Linked DNA regions of Rattus norvegicus: region 1 is linked to region 2. Evidence: chromatin contacts called from public Hi-C data. All regions are on one chromosome and are shown on one strand. The core of a region is the stretch at or near the end of the contact, and the rest is flanking DNA. Distances in the headings are between cores, read along the strand shown.

Region 1 (3,038 bases), core at 356-2,855, 41 kb before region 2:
GAATCAATAGTTCCTGCACTGCCATTTGTCACGTATTTACAAGCTTGAAAAATAGTTCATTTTGTCCTCATCTCATAAGTCAAAGATTGAATCGGAGCCCTGGAGGGATCTGCTGACAGGACATGTTCTTTACTGATCACCCGTCTTGGTGAGGCTGTGGTCACAGTCACCCCAAAAGCAGAATGGAAATAAAAACGAAAGCACTACTCATTTGGCACACCCTTCATATTTTAGGTTTTGCTTTTTAAATATTTAAGAGCCTGCCAGAAGACTTGGATTACCTTGCTGAAGCTAATTTCCCCATCACACTTTCAAAACATTCATGGCACCATCTTTTTCTTAAATGAAGAAAAATCAAAATCTAGAGTTAATGGTCCAAAAAAACTTCATAAAGTATCCTATATCCAGTCACCTCAAATTGAGTACATAAAGGACCTTGTATTCCCAGGGAAGATTTGTAGAACACATTTAAAGATAATGCCTTCAATTTTAAGATAAAAGATTTATGAATGATGGAAATTGTTTCTGTGAAATCACTAATCCCAGCTCTCTAATATTTCAGAGAGAGGGCTTCATAAAATGAAAGGGCTGTCTATAAAGTTGTTTTCTACCTGCTGCCAGAGACTATCAGTAACAGGGGTGCAGAGTGAATTCTGAAACAAATCTGAGACATGTGCTTCAGGCTAGAGTAACATGGTTAAGTCCAGTCTACTCTGCTGTTATATCGATAAGGCATTTAGTGGTTAAAGTGGCAGGAGCCAATTCTGTGTCTTTAAAGAGGCCTTAGAACAACAACAGATAAACACACTGATCATCAGATTCAGCTGCTAACGTTGCCCCAAATCTTAGGGTGGTAGCCAGTATTTTTCAGGCATTTCCTTTCTGAATCCAACCTGTGGGAGATGAATCCATTTTTGAGCTCAGCCCGAGCCTATCTAGATGCTCCAAATTGCCTCCAATGTTCAGGTAAGCAGCAGTTCTGTGAAAATGTGGCCTGAAATTTATTGGATGGAGCAAGGCTGATGCCGAAATTGTGTGCCAGTTTTCACAATCTCTTGATGGTGTAAGATCAGCACTTGGCGTGCTTCTCCTTTGCTCCTCACTGTCAGCTGAAATCCAGTTAAATATTATGCCGAGCTTGAAGAGCCAATCTGAATTTGTTCTTTGAAAGAGGAAAAGGGAAAAGACTTCTCATGAAGACGGAGACACGAACTTGAAAGTGTTAGCATTAAACAAAGTTCTTGATGTCTGTCCTACTATGAAGGGTGGGTAGTTAATAGGGATCCAGTAACAACCTTACGGCCTGGACCGTTAGGTGAGTAGTACCCTCTTGACTCTAAAATACACATCATAACCCCTCAAGTTACTGAGTTCTGAGTGCCCTTTCCTACAAAGATGAAACAATTAAACCAAACTCAGAAATTTGAAATGAAGGAGGAAAGGAGAAGCTGAAGTAGGAACCTGTTAGTGGAGACCAAACACCAGAATAGAAGCAACTTAAGGGAGGAAAGGTTAAAGAGGATATAAACCAACAAGGCAGGGAAAGCAAGAAATAGAGGCAGCTGATCATATCTTGTCCAGAGTCAGAAAGCAAAGAGTGATGCAATCTGGGGCTTGGCTTGCTTCTGGTCTTTTTATTCAGTCCAGGGCCCCAGCCCATAGGGCATGGCTGTAGACATTGAGGGTGAATCTTCCTTCCTCACTTAAGCTTTCCTGAAAACATTCTCACAGACACCATAAGATGTGCATTTCCATTCTGTGGTGATTCTACATCTAGTCAGGTTGACAATAAGATTGAACACTATGGTGTTAGAGGTGACAGCTTTTACAGGGATATGATGAAAATAATCTTTCTTGGTCATGTGCAAAATAACCAAGGCCATCATCAGACAAAGAATGAGGCATCCAGCCAGGACACACACACACACACACACACACACACACACACACACACACACACAGTGAGGTATACCAGGAGGAGTCCAGGTCTAGTCCATTGGAAAGCAGAGCTGTTCAGCATTTGGGAATTTGAGCTGGTGGGGGTGGGGTAGGGGAGTGAACTCTAGTTGGGACTATAGAGTGAGATTCTGTACTTAGGAATACCCATTACTCTCCATTTATTAATCGTATCTTAAGTTTATCATGGCCATTTTTATATCAGTCTCTGTATGTGCTTATCCCTCATTGCTGTTTTTTGAGGAGTGGAATTTCTTGTTACATCCTTCATTAGTGAAGATGGGGTGACAATTACTGCATAAATGTTCAATTGTTCTTTACATGCTAAACTTCACTGTCATGCTTAAAGGTCTCATTTGCCCTTCACATTGGTCTCAGAGCACAGGAAAGCATTTTTGTCGACAGCTGACACGGTGTATGAACGTACATTCATTTATCTTCCCTTCTCTCTGTGTAACTTGCCACAGTCTCTGTATATAATCTATTTTTTTTTCTGGGACAAAAAGTCATGAAGCACTAACAAGAGCAGAATTCTAAGAAGCACAAACTAAAGGAAGGAAATAAAAGAGGTCACCCAGTGAGAACACGTTTGTCATTGATAGGTATGTTTTGAGTTGTGGCTATTATAGGGAGAAACTTGAAAGTGACCCCTAAAGAAAGATTGGAATGTGATTGAAGCAGGTGAGATAGTATCTAGCGCACAGCCTTGGCAATGGACAGAAGCATGTGTGTGGTAAAGCAAGGGAGATAGATAATCCTTCTGGATCCAAGAGATGAGAAACCAGACAGCAAAGTCTTGCAGCTTGCTCCCAGCATGGCAGTCTGGACAGGAAGAAGTGTACCAGCTAGAGTTCATTTCTTAAAACTGTTTAGCAAATGTTATCAAGCCCTACTCTGCCATATACTATGATGAACCCAGGGCAAGAATGGAAGGAGGAGATAGGGGTGATTTCTGCCATATCCCATTGTATAAACACCTTTTTCTTCTGGGCACATACTATCCAGAATAGTATTTGGTTTGCATTGACTTTCTTCTCTCTCCTCCCTGCAATAAGAAGTGAATGCTGTGAAGACTGGGGATG
Region 2 (3,362 bases), core at 338-2,837:
TTTCTTTTCTAACAAATGAATATTCGTCCCTCCTTTTGGCTATAAAGCTGACATAAAAGTCACTATTTCTATATGTTGTGTTAATTTAATTTAATCTACATGAAAAAAATTGTATTAGCATCAATTTCCTTTCATTCAGGGATTTGCCACTTAGAAGCAGGACATGGGTTGGAGAGGTGGTTCAGGGTAAATTCGAGTACTACTCTTCTGGAGGGTGCAATTCAGGCGACTCGAAACTGCCTGTGACTCTAGCTCTGGAGGAATCAATGTCCTATTTTAGCCTCTATGAGCACCTGTACATGAGTTGTGTATACACACAAATACAAAAAAGAAAATGTTGAAAAGTTAAAAAAAATCAAGAGCAGTCGACTTTTTGCCTTCTCTCCTGTGCCTTAGCCGCTCTATGAACAGGTTCTGCTACTCAGAGGTAAATTCAAACCTCAGCTCTTTGGCTACAGAACTCTGAGTTGGACCTCCTGTGTGGATTCAGGGCAAAGCAAAGTTCTTGGATTCTAAATATTTGCTGGTAAATGTTGCTCCACCAGCTACTGGGAAATTGGTTCCAACAAGTTGGGCAAAGCCTGCTAACCAAACAGTGTAGCCATGAGGACCCTGGTCAGGACCCAGCCTGTTTTTTACTTTCCTTGAGCCTTGTGCAAAGTCAGCTTGTCCTTAGCCATCCCCCCATTGTCACCCTGTTGTGGTATACGACATATTTGCCTGTGCAGTGACATCTGTAAGCTTGCGTGTGAGTGTATTTTGTGACAGGCTCGCTCTGCACCGAGGGCCTGCACAGGTCTTTGCACGTTCACCATCTAGGCCACTCTGCTCTTTGTAGCCTTTTTGTCTGGAAGGTAGCTAAAAGCAACATCCCTCTAATGGGACTGTAAGCCCTCAGAGCGAAGGAAGCTGTGGGACTCAGAGCTTTCTTAAAGCAGATCCAACTCCTTAAAGGGAAAAAAAATTCTTAGATTTCAAAACCCTTTCTCCTGCCCCGAGCCCACACCCCCAAATCAGACAGGCCAGATGTTTGTGAAAACTGCAGTTTCCACAATCAAAGGTACAACATTTACCATAGCTTTTATCAAAGATTTCAATTCCCCTCATCTTAAGGAAAATGACCCTTTTATTTTGTTGTGGACATAAAATTATGGCCCTGGGAAAATTGGAAGCATTTCTGTTGAGGGAAATCAATTCTCTCACTGCCGTATATGATCAACATGTCATGGCCATCACCCAGATAATAACAGCCAAGTACAAGTAAAACGGCTGGTAATACCGGCTACAAAGGTAGAGAAGACAGAAGCGAGAGAGCACCCCCTTCCCCCCCCAAAGTCATGCTTACAAAAAAAAGAAAGAAGATTAAAACTCCTCCATGGGTTATTTTTGTCCTTTCATTTTCTCCCCCCACCCCCACACTCGCTTCCCTTTCCAGGAGTATAAGTATTTTATTTTGTGTACGAATCTGCCAAAGCATTAATGAAAACTGTAGACACGTGTCCTTCCTGGAAAAGAGTAAGCACTTTATGTGTAAACCACGCTGGCTCCTTTTCAATCATCCTGTTAATGGGTGGCTAATTGTCAAAAGATGTGACCAGCCTGAGATGACCCAAGAGTGTGTTTAGGTAGAAGGCAGAAGGGAAAGTGGAGAAGCTGAGTCTTAATTTGGATCCTGCAAACAAAAGGCGGCCTCCCATCTGACCTCACTGCTGCAGTGTTAATGGCTCTCTCCCTATTTCCCCCCCACCACTTAGCATCCTTTGTGCCCCACCCTGGGAAGCTTCCCGGCAGAAGTGTACATTAGCAGAACTCTACAGTTACAAAATGCAGCTTACTTCAGACAAGGGGGTGGGAGGGGGACCTTCAGAATGATTAAGTGTTCCTTGGACAAACACATCCACGGCTGTAAAAGTGCCATTTTTATTTCAGGCCGGCCTCTCAGTGATGTCCCTACCATGGTCACCCAGTACGTAGGAGTGTTGGACCCAGGTTGTTGGGGACCCTATGTACAATCTTCCCTTTCCCAAGAGAGCTTCTTCTCTCTCACATGAGAATGTGGGAAACTGAAACTGTGTTCACTCTTGCCAAGGCTGCGTCCCAGGAAGCAGCAGACAGAATTCTGGCAGAGGTTCAAATATTTTAAATGATCCAACCGTTTGTAAACGCTATAGAATGAATATTGTTGTTTGGGAAGGAGAGTGCGTACAAAACTGAAAGGAGAAACTAACCAAAGAAATCCAGGCTGAGGAATTCTCGTAGTCATGGTCATGCATGGGATATATATTATAGAACTATTGTTGTTAGTGTTGTTGTTGTTGTTGATGATGATGGTTGTGGTGGTAGTGATAATAATGATGATGATGGTGGTGGTGGTGATAATGATGGTGGTGATGATGTTGGTGGTGATGGTGATAAACAACCTTCCAAGCTCATGAAAATATACCAGTTGAAACTGGCTGGTATGTTTTGCTTCATATGCCCTGCAATCTAACTTCCATTCAAACCTTGGAACCTATGCAAAGGTGAAAGGAGAGAGCTGACTACAAAGTTGTCCTCTAATCTTCTCCACATGTACTCTGACACACACACACACAAACACACACACACACACACACACACACACACACACACACACACAATTTCAAAGGCAGAGCATGGTGGTATACACCTTTCATCCCAGCACTTAGGAGGCAAAGGCAGGTAGATCTCTGTGAATTTCAAGGCCAGCCTGGTCTACATAGAAAGTTCCAGATCAGGCCGAGCTCTCTCACAAAACAGTAAATGAACAAACAGACAAACAATTTAACAGAAAAAATATATATAACTAGGTCGAAACCCTCTGTGACTGAAGGAGAAATGTTTAGTACCACACTTCCTTGTGTGTAAGGTAGTTCACTGGGCACTGAAGAGCCAGCAGATGTTTTAGCATTTTTAGCTATGAAAAGCCCAAATCACCCTGTTCCTGACAGCAGTGGTCTGTGCTGCCCTTCTGGACTTCAAAACACCTTATGCTATTATTTCCAGAGAGTCACCAAGCCATCTCTAGACAATGCCTGATGCTAATGGCATCTGTGCCAGCTATGCCTCTCACTGTTATAACTGAATACCTGACAGGGAGTGACTTAAAGGAGGTTTATTTCATCTCATGTTTGTCCACTGTGGCAGGGAAGGCACGGCACAGAGTGGCTGGTGACTGCTGACACAAGACGGTGAGGCCAACTGCTCAGACTCTACAAACCAGAAAGGAAAAGAAAGCCAGGTTAGAACTGGGACCAGGACCATGCCCCTAGGGACCTACTTTGTCCAGCAAGGTCACAACTTCTGAAGTTTCCACAGTGTCCAAGAGCATAATCAGCTGGTGA

What was found. Hi-C and Micro-C count contacts between places; a contact is called where the count stands out from the background.
Region 1: a Hi-C map of liver shows a contact between it and region 2, with 3 times the contacts expected there. The contact joins two enhancer-like sites. A contact is called at or near these places in 3 of 12 Hi-C or Micro-C datasets (kidney and liver).

The regions. Positions count from the first base shown.
Region 1 is chr8:83,985,623-83,988,660 of GRCr8, reverse strand. No RefSeq gene overlaps it. Among named protein-coding and RNA genes, the nearest start is that of Wdr72, 250 kb to the right of the region's middle. Within about 2 kb of position 1,605, at least 2 of the 93 cell types and tissues checked have an H3K27ac peak or open chromatin away from gene starts, as enhancers often do. A contact at or near this core is called in liver, where this site is marked.
Region 2 is chr8:83,944,321-83,947,682 of GRCr8, reverse strand. No RefSeq gene overlaps it. Among named protein-coding and RNA genes, the nearest start is that of Wdr72, 210 kb to the right of the region's middle. Within about 2 kb of position 1,587, at least 1 of the 93 cell types and tissues checked has an H3K27ac peak or open chromatin away from gene starts, as enhancers often do. A contact at or near this core is called in liver, where this site is marked.